Linked DNA regions of Zea mays: region 1 is linked to region 2. The links are chromatin contacts, called in public Hi-C maps. All regions are on one chromosome and are shown on one strand. Each heading gives the region's core, a stretch centred on a gene start, on an enhancer-like site or on the middle of the called end of the contact. The rest is flanking DNA. Distances are from core to core; before and after follow the strand shown. Region 1 holds the start of LOC100283325 (60S ribosomal protein L9-like). Region 2 holds the start of LOC100280490 (nucleic acid binding protein).

Region 1 (3,213 bases), core at 219-2,718, 150 kb after region 2:
CTATGAGATGCTCACTATGGATGAGCTCTTTAGTAATCTCAATTCCATTGAGTTACTGCCACACCAGAGCCCAGCTCAAGAATCCATATGTGCTGACCATGGCTCTTGTATTTGGTTATGGTTAGTCTTTGACTAACTCCTCACATACTTTGTTTGCTTTGTCTTCTTTGTTGTATATTTTAGAGGAGCAAGTTGACATGTTTGGTGACATCGAGCTCACGTTTGTCATCAACCAATTCATGTGGCTTCACAACATCACCAAGAACCACTCACTTGGTGAATATGAGGGTTGCTTTAACTATGGAGACCCTGACCACTTTGTCCCTAACTAATCTAAAATGAAGGACAAACATGAATCTAGCAAGCACAAGGGCAAGCGCAAGTATACCTTCAGCAAGCATAAGTCCAGAGGAGGTTCTACAAGGAGGCACTCAAGAAGAAGTATATGTGGTGTTAGGACCTTAGAGGAACATATCTACGAACTCGTTTTGGCAGATTTAAAAGATTTCGAACAAAGTTTAGAAAATCTCGATCCCCAAAGGCACATTAATATTTTTTAAGTTGTTTTTGGGTATAGTTTCTAAAGCAATTGATACATTTCCATGTACTAAAGCCATTCTTTTGATTTCAACTGCACTAAATTTAATAAAAGTATTCGCACCGGATTAGTTGTATTTGGACTCATCACATGTTTGATTAGAACCAATCTTTTTCCATGACCCTCTCCTTCATGATACTTACTCTTGTCACCATTACATGTCTCTACTCCTTTAAAGCACGAGTTTTGTGCGTCGTGCATCACACGCGAAGCGCGTAGACCTGGTTTCCCTCACATCTCGCCTAACAACTAGATAAGATAAACCCTACCTTTTCATACGCAACGAACCATACACCACCATGAGCGCTTCCTCCTGCTCCTAGCTTCGTATATTAACCTCCAACCTCCCATCACTTTTCCGTTTCCGCCTTCGTCATCTAGATTCTTTTGTACCACCATAAAGGACATGAGCAGGCTGCTAGCCTTCGACTCGCCATCCGCCGCAGCTCCTCTCCCGCGGTGCCACCTTTACCTTTCCGTGTCGGTAAGTGTCTCAAACCGCTGCTATGACTCCGCTGCCATACGCCTCTGTAGGCAGTAGGGCAAGAACAGACGAGAGAGAAGAGGAGACGCCGCCGCCGACGATGCGTGGCTGAACAGCCGAAAGAGAGGAGACACTCTGGATTCCAAGTTTAGTTTTTTTATTGGTTGTTGGTATAAAAATTAAGAGATATTAAGGTTAATAATAATATATTTATGACTCGTTTTTATATATTTTATCGAATATCTGTGTATTGTTGCAATGCGTATCATACTAGATTAGTTAGGAGTATCACTTAACATGCTTGGTGCTAAGTGTAACAACGGGCCTGTAACAGTGGCCCACTTAAAGCAAGAGTAGCCCAGCTCAGGACTACTCCTCTCCTCTCAACCTACCCTAACCGCCGCCGCCGCCCGCCGTCCTTTCCTGTATAATAAAACCTCAAATCGTCTCTCTCCCGTCCTCCCCTCCACCGCCGCAGCCGCCGCCGTACCTCCTCCTCCCGCGCAGTAGCCACCGCCACCGCCGGAAATGAAGACCATCCTGGCCACGGAGACGATGGACATCCCCGAGGGGGTCACGGTCACGGTGGCGGCCAAGCTGGTGACGGTGGAGGGGCCGCGCGGTAAGCTCACCCGCAACTTCAAGCACCTCAACCTCGACTTCCAGCTGCAGGACGGCGGTCGCAAGCTCAAGGTCGACGCCTGGTTTGGCACCCGCCGAACCATGGCCGCCATCCGCACCGCCATCTCCCACGTCCAGAACCTCATCGCAGGCGTCACCAAGGGTTTCCGCTACAAGATGCGGTTCGTCTACGCTCACTTTCCCATCAACGCCTCCATCACCAACGCCAACTCCGCCATTGAGATCAGAAACTTCCTCGGGGAGAAGAAGGTACATGGTCACATGGATTAATTACTTTTTGTTATTAGAAGGCTGTAATGTATTTTCTTGTCGTGCCTACTTTCATTTCGTATGTATGTAGAGCTCCGAACTGGGAACGGTTTAGGTTTTCAATGCTAATTATACATGCTGATACCAAAACCCTTCAGCGTCTAGGGGAGCACACTACTCGTTCACTAGGGGAGCACACTACTCGTTCACTTGCGATGAATAATTGAATATGCTATCACAAATCACAATCATTGCTGTTGTTGTGCTATCTAGCTGCATTGTATTACATGATGGTTGATAGAGTCCCTCTCGCACAAACACAACCCATGCCCATTTGCATGGGCAGACCTAGTTTGCATTCTGTAGGTACTAGCATAATTATTAAAGCGGTAAGGCTAGGTAAGGCGACAGATCCCCCTTTTAACTTTTAAGCGGTAAAGTGTAAGGCGAGGCCAGTCTCCATTTCCCAGCCACCAGCTTCTCTCTCTCTCTCTCCATTTCCCAGCCGACTCCCTCTCCCAGCCACCAGAGTCTCTTTCTCTCTCTCCGCTCTCTCCCTCTGCTCGCTTCTCCACTTCTCCCCCTGTGCCGGCGCCGCCGCGCCGCTAGAGCAGTCGTGCCGCAGCGCCACTGGAGCAGTCACACCAGAGCCATCGCGCCGCTGCAGCTGCCGCCGTGCCGTCTCGCCGCTGGAGCAGATGCACAGGAGCTGTCGCGCAACCGGCAGCCTCTCCCCCCACTCGCCTTAGGTGCGGAGTAAGGCGATCAGGATGCCTTACGTCGCCGGGGCGCCTTACCGCCTAGGCGACGCCTTGACAGCTATGGGTACTAGTGTACTCCGGGACCAACTCCAGAGTTTAATCTACGTTGTACTATGGCACCCCGTGTTTATGCGATGTTCTACATTTCCATGTGGTTTCACCTAGTGGCACTCTTGTCCTGTATGTGGTCGACAACTTTGATATCAATGTGGGAACATCCTGATTTCCTTTACCTCCACAGGTCAGGAAGGTTGATATGCTTGAAGGTGTGACCATCTTGCGTTCAGAGAAGGTCAAGGATGAGCTTGTTCTTGAAGGCAATGATGTTGAGCTTGTCTCTCGCTCCGCTGCTCTCATAAACCAGGTTAGAGTCCTTACATCTCTGTTTCTTATCTGCACCGTACAATCCTATGTTTTAGCCTTTGACACGTGAACGTTCACCTACCTGCGCTCTACAATATTGTTAAGACTTAGTATAG
Region 2 (3,176 bases), core at 362-2,861:
CTTCATATATTCCCTGAATGTGTGTAAAATGAACCTTAGGAGAAAAATCAGGCTGACACTTCTACATTTTGCTCAAGAGAACAGTTAAATTGAAGAGCTTGAGCCTAGCTGTCATAGTTTCAGAAATCCACAATGTAACTGGTCACGTTATACTGAAATCAGCAAAGCCAATGTCAGGAATACAAACCTCTTATTAGAGTTCATTTGGTGGTGATTCCCACTAGATGATCCCTGAGCTGGAGATGATCCTTCAGGTCTGCCAGCAGATGCTGGAAATGGAAGAAAATTTCTCAAACGAAGGTACCAGTGTAAATAAATTAGCAATGCTCACAGTAGTTATGTCATTATGTGTTGCTGTCAAATCAAAATACTACCCCTACAAAGCTGTAGAGACCAAAAAGTAAAGTGTAGGCACACATTTTATTCGGCCAAGGACTTCTTTTCTCCTAACTTCCAGTTTCTCCTTGGTATCTTGAGGGCTCTCAAATTGAGGGGCATAGGTCACCTGCAGGCGGTTGCCAAGAAACACAGACTCGTCAAGCTTCCTCTTTGCAAACCTGCAGCATGAGCACCAATTTTGCATTTCAAATGGAGGCCGCTGATTCTGGACTTTTACCGCGAGAAAAGATGGCAATACTTGTGCAGCGGGTAAGCTCGAGCTTCAATGGTAGCAGTTGGACCGCAAGATGTAAAATGAATCAACATTTAGTGGATCAAATTGTATGATGGCCGACTGAATCCATGGATTTTATGGCCCAATTGATTTTTGTGGTTCAATAAAAGCCCAAGTATTATGTTCTCTTGATTGAAGCCTGATAGCAATAAGCATAAACTAAACATTGTCCAAAGTTGAAGAAAGATGAAGCCTAAGTATTATGGAGAAGCAGGCTACAACAGGTTATATCATCCAGCCATTCTTGTGAACTGCAGCAGTTAGGGTTGGTAGGCCACAGAAAACACGGGGCGATTTCATTGCCCTGTGATGTTATTACAGTCCAAGAAAATCTGAACTAGACTAGACTGCTATATCAGCAGTTCAGCACACCGTCCACAACACGTGAGTGGAAAATGCCATTGGATGGAGGCGGTGGTATGAAACGAATCGCCTCACCTGGCGTTGTTGACCTGTGAGAACTTGACGAAGAAGACGTCAGTGTAGGGCTCAGAGTCCTCTGCATCCATGGGCGTGCACCTGACACCCCCCAGGGTGGGTAATCGATCAACTAAGCAAATACGGATACAGAATACAGGTGGAGAAGAGGTGAGACTGACTCCTCCACGGGGCCGTACGTCCCGAAGAGACTGGCGAGGTCGTCACCGCATCCGAGTGACGGCACGTTGCGCACGATCAGGTACCTGCAAGCAGGAGCACAAGCAAGCACCAACCATGAGCTAGGGCAAGCCAGGTCAGGAGAGGAACACCGACACCACCGTATCCCTCAAATTCTGGTACCTGGACTCGTCGCAGACGGTGTAGACGCGCACGGCGGCTGGCTCGTCGCGGTCGCGGGGCATCACGAGTTCTCGACCGGCGCCGCGCAGAGGGTGCGGACGCGTGGAGCGGGACGGCGGTGGCGGTGGCGGTGGGCCTCGGCTGGGCCTTTGCGGAAAGGAGGTGTCGTCCAGCGGACACGACGAAAGTCGAAAAAAAAAACAAAGTTTTTAAGGGTCTGTTCGATTCGATGTTTAAGTTGCACATTTCGTCACGTATAAGATTAGACAGATTTAGATTTTGTTCGTTTATATCGAATTACACTCGGAAAGAAATATTCTAGCTGATCAAACTTCATATAATTAGTGAAACAATTATAGGGCTTTAGCCGGTTTAGACTTTGGACGTTTGGTTTGTAGCTATAGTTATAACAAGATTTAGTTTGTAGTCATAGTTATGGTAAGATTTGACCCTATTCGTCAACGATCTGTAAAAATATGACAAGATTCAGTCATACATGTCAAAATGCGGTGAAAAATTCAAGCGCCTAAGACAAGAATGATAAAAAAAATGACAACTAAATGAGTGAAAGTTATAAAATGCAAGGTCAGCATCTCGCATGATTTCAACCAAAAATTTCATTCCACTTTTACGATTCCCAGGCATACGGCAGCTGACGGCGGTGAACATGTCAATAAGCCAACAAAAAAAAACCATAGCAAAATGTCATCTGTTACTCAGGTTTCAAAGATGTTGCTTTTGCGACATTAGAAATCTGCACGGGTCACAACTTATTCTCTTTTCCTTTTCTCGAAACCAAGTGGGCAGTATAGCGTTCACCCTACACATCGAACATGTCTTCCTTCACAAAAATCTGATACAATACAATGGACCCTCAGAACAACTGGCTGGAGTGGCAGTCAGATGGGGACACCGTAGTTCACAATCTTCGTGAGGGCGGCGTTGAGCACTCGCTTCTCCTTCTTAACCTGAGAAGCTAGGCCAGACATCTGCAACACATGAAAAGACCATCTCTGGTGTGAGTTTAGATCACACAAGACACCTTAGCTTCAAAAATACTAATATTCAGAGGACGCTGCGTCAATGGTCATCCACTCATCCATAACTAGGATAATGCTACGAGCGTATAGCACAGTTTTTCACTTAATCACTCTCTACATGAGATGTAATAAGCGCTCAGGAAGAGTCAGTAAAATATGAACTGCTATGGCAAGTGTGTATTTCTGAAAAGAGGCTCAACTGCAACAACTAGCAGCTCATGTTGGTTATGATAAGAAAGAAATCACTACGAAACTAAATGTAATTCTCTATATAAGAGCTTCTGAGCGATCCAACAGCATTATGCATCCCATATTCCCATATATAAAAGGGTCAGTTGGAAACATGCCACTCAAAATTTTGAATGGCATCAAAATGAACTAGCCATCCAATTTTGTAAAAGATGAGTGGCATGTCTACAATTAATCCTATATACAAATGGTATACTGTTTAACAAAATTCATTCTCAAGCACATAGTATCCATGTCAGGAGCAACTAGTAAGACAAAGGCTTCAATGTATTTTAGAATACAGGCTTAGGAGACGTGTGTTATTAAAAGCTCTTATTGGCTAGAAAAATCTAAGATCAATTCCTATAAACATCACCATGTCCAAAGACAGATGCAGATTTACTAACCTTCGACCGAAATTCAGATGCATGTGCTCTGGGAAGCTGATCAAGAAT

What was found. A called contact is a pair of places that touch in the nucleus more often than the background predicts.
Region 1: a Hi-C map of tassel shows a contact between it and region 2, with 5 times the contacts expected there. The contact joins the promoter of LOC100283325 here to the promoter of LOC100280490 in region 2. A contact is called at or near these places in 8 of 25 Hi-C or Micro-C datasets (ear, endosperm, leaf and 4 more) and 1 of 3 datasets of contacts at active chromatin or transcription factors (leaf).

What each region holds. Positions count from the first base shown.
Region 1 is chr4:249,420,027-249,423,239 of Zm-B73-REFERENCE-NAM-5.0, forward strand. LOC100283325 (60S ribosomal protein L9-like) reads left to right here and starts at 1,469. Exons shown (of 3, transcript NM_001374369.1): 1 at 1,469-1,973; 2 at 2,976-3,098. The coding sequence starts at 1,611.
Region 2 is chr4:249,264,917-249,268,092 of Zm-B73-REFERENCE-NAM-5.0, forward strand. LOC100280490 (nucleic acid binding protein) reads right to left here and starts at 1,612. Exons shown (of 8, transcript NM_001153410.1): 1 at 1,454-1,612; 2 at 1,273-1,356; 3 at 1,112-1,192; 4 at 418-557; 5 at 188-269; 6 at 1-13. The coding sequence starts at 1,515. LOC100277822 reads right to left here. Exons shown (of 9, transcript NM_001151291.1): 8 at 3,129-3,176; 9 at 2,053-2,442. The coding sequence ends at 2,353.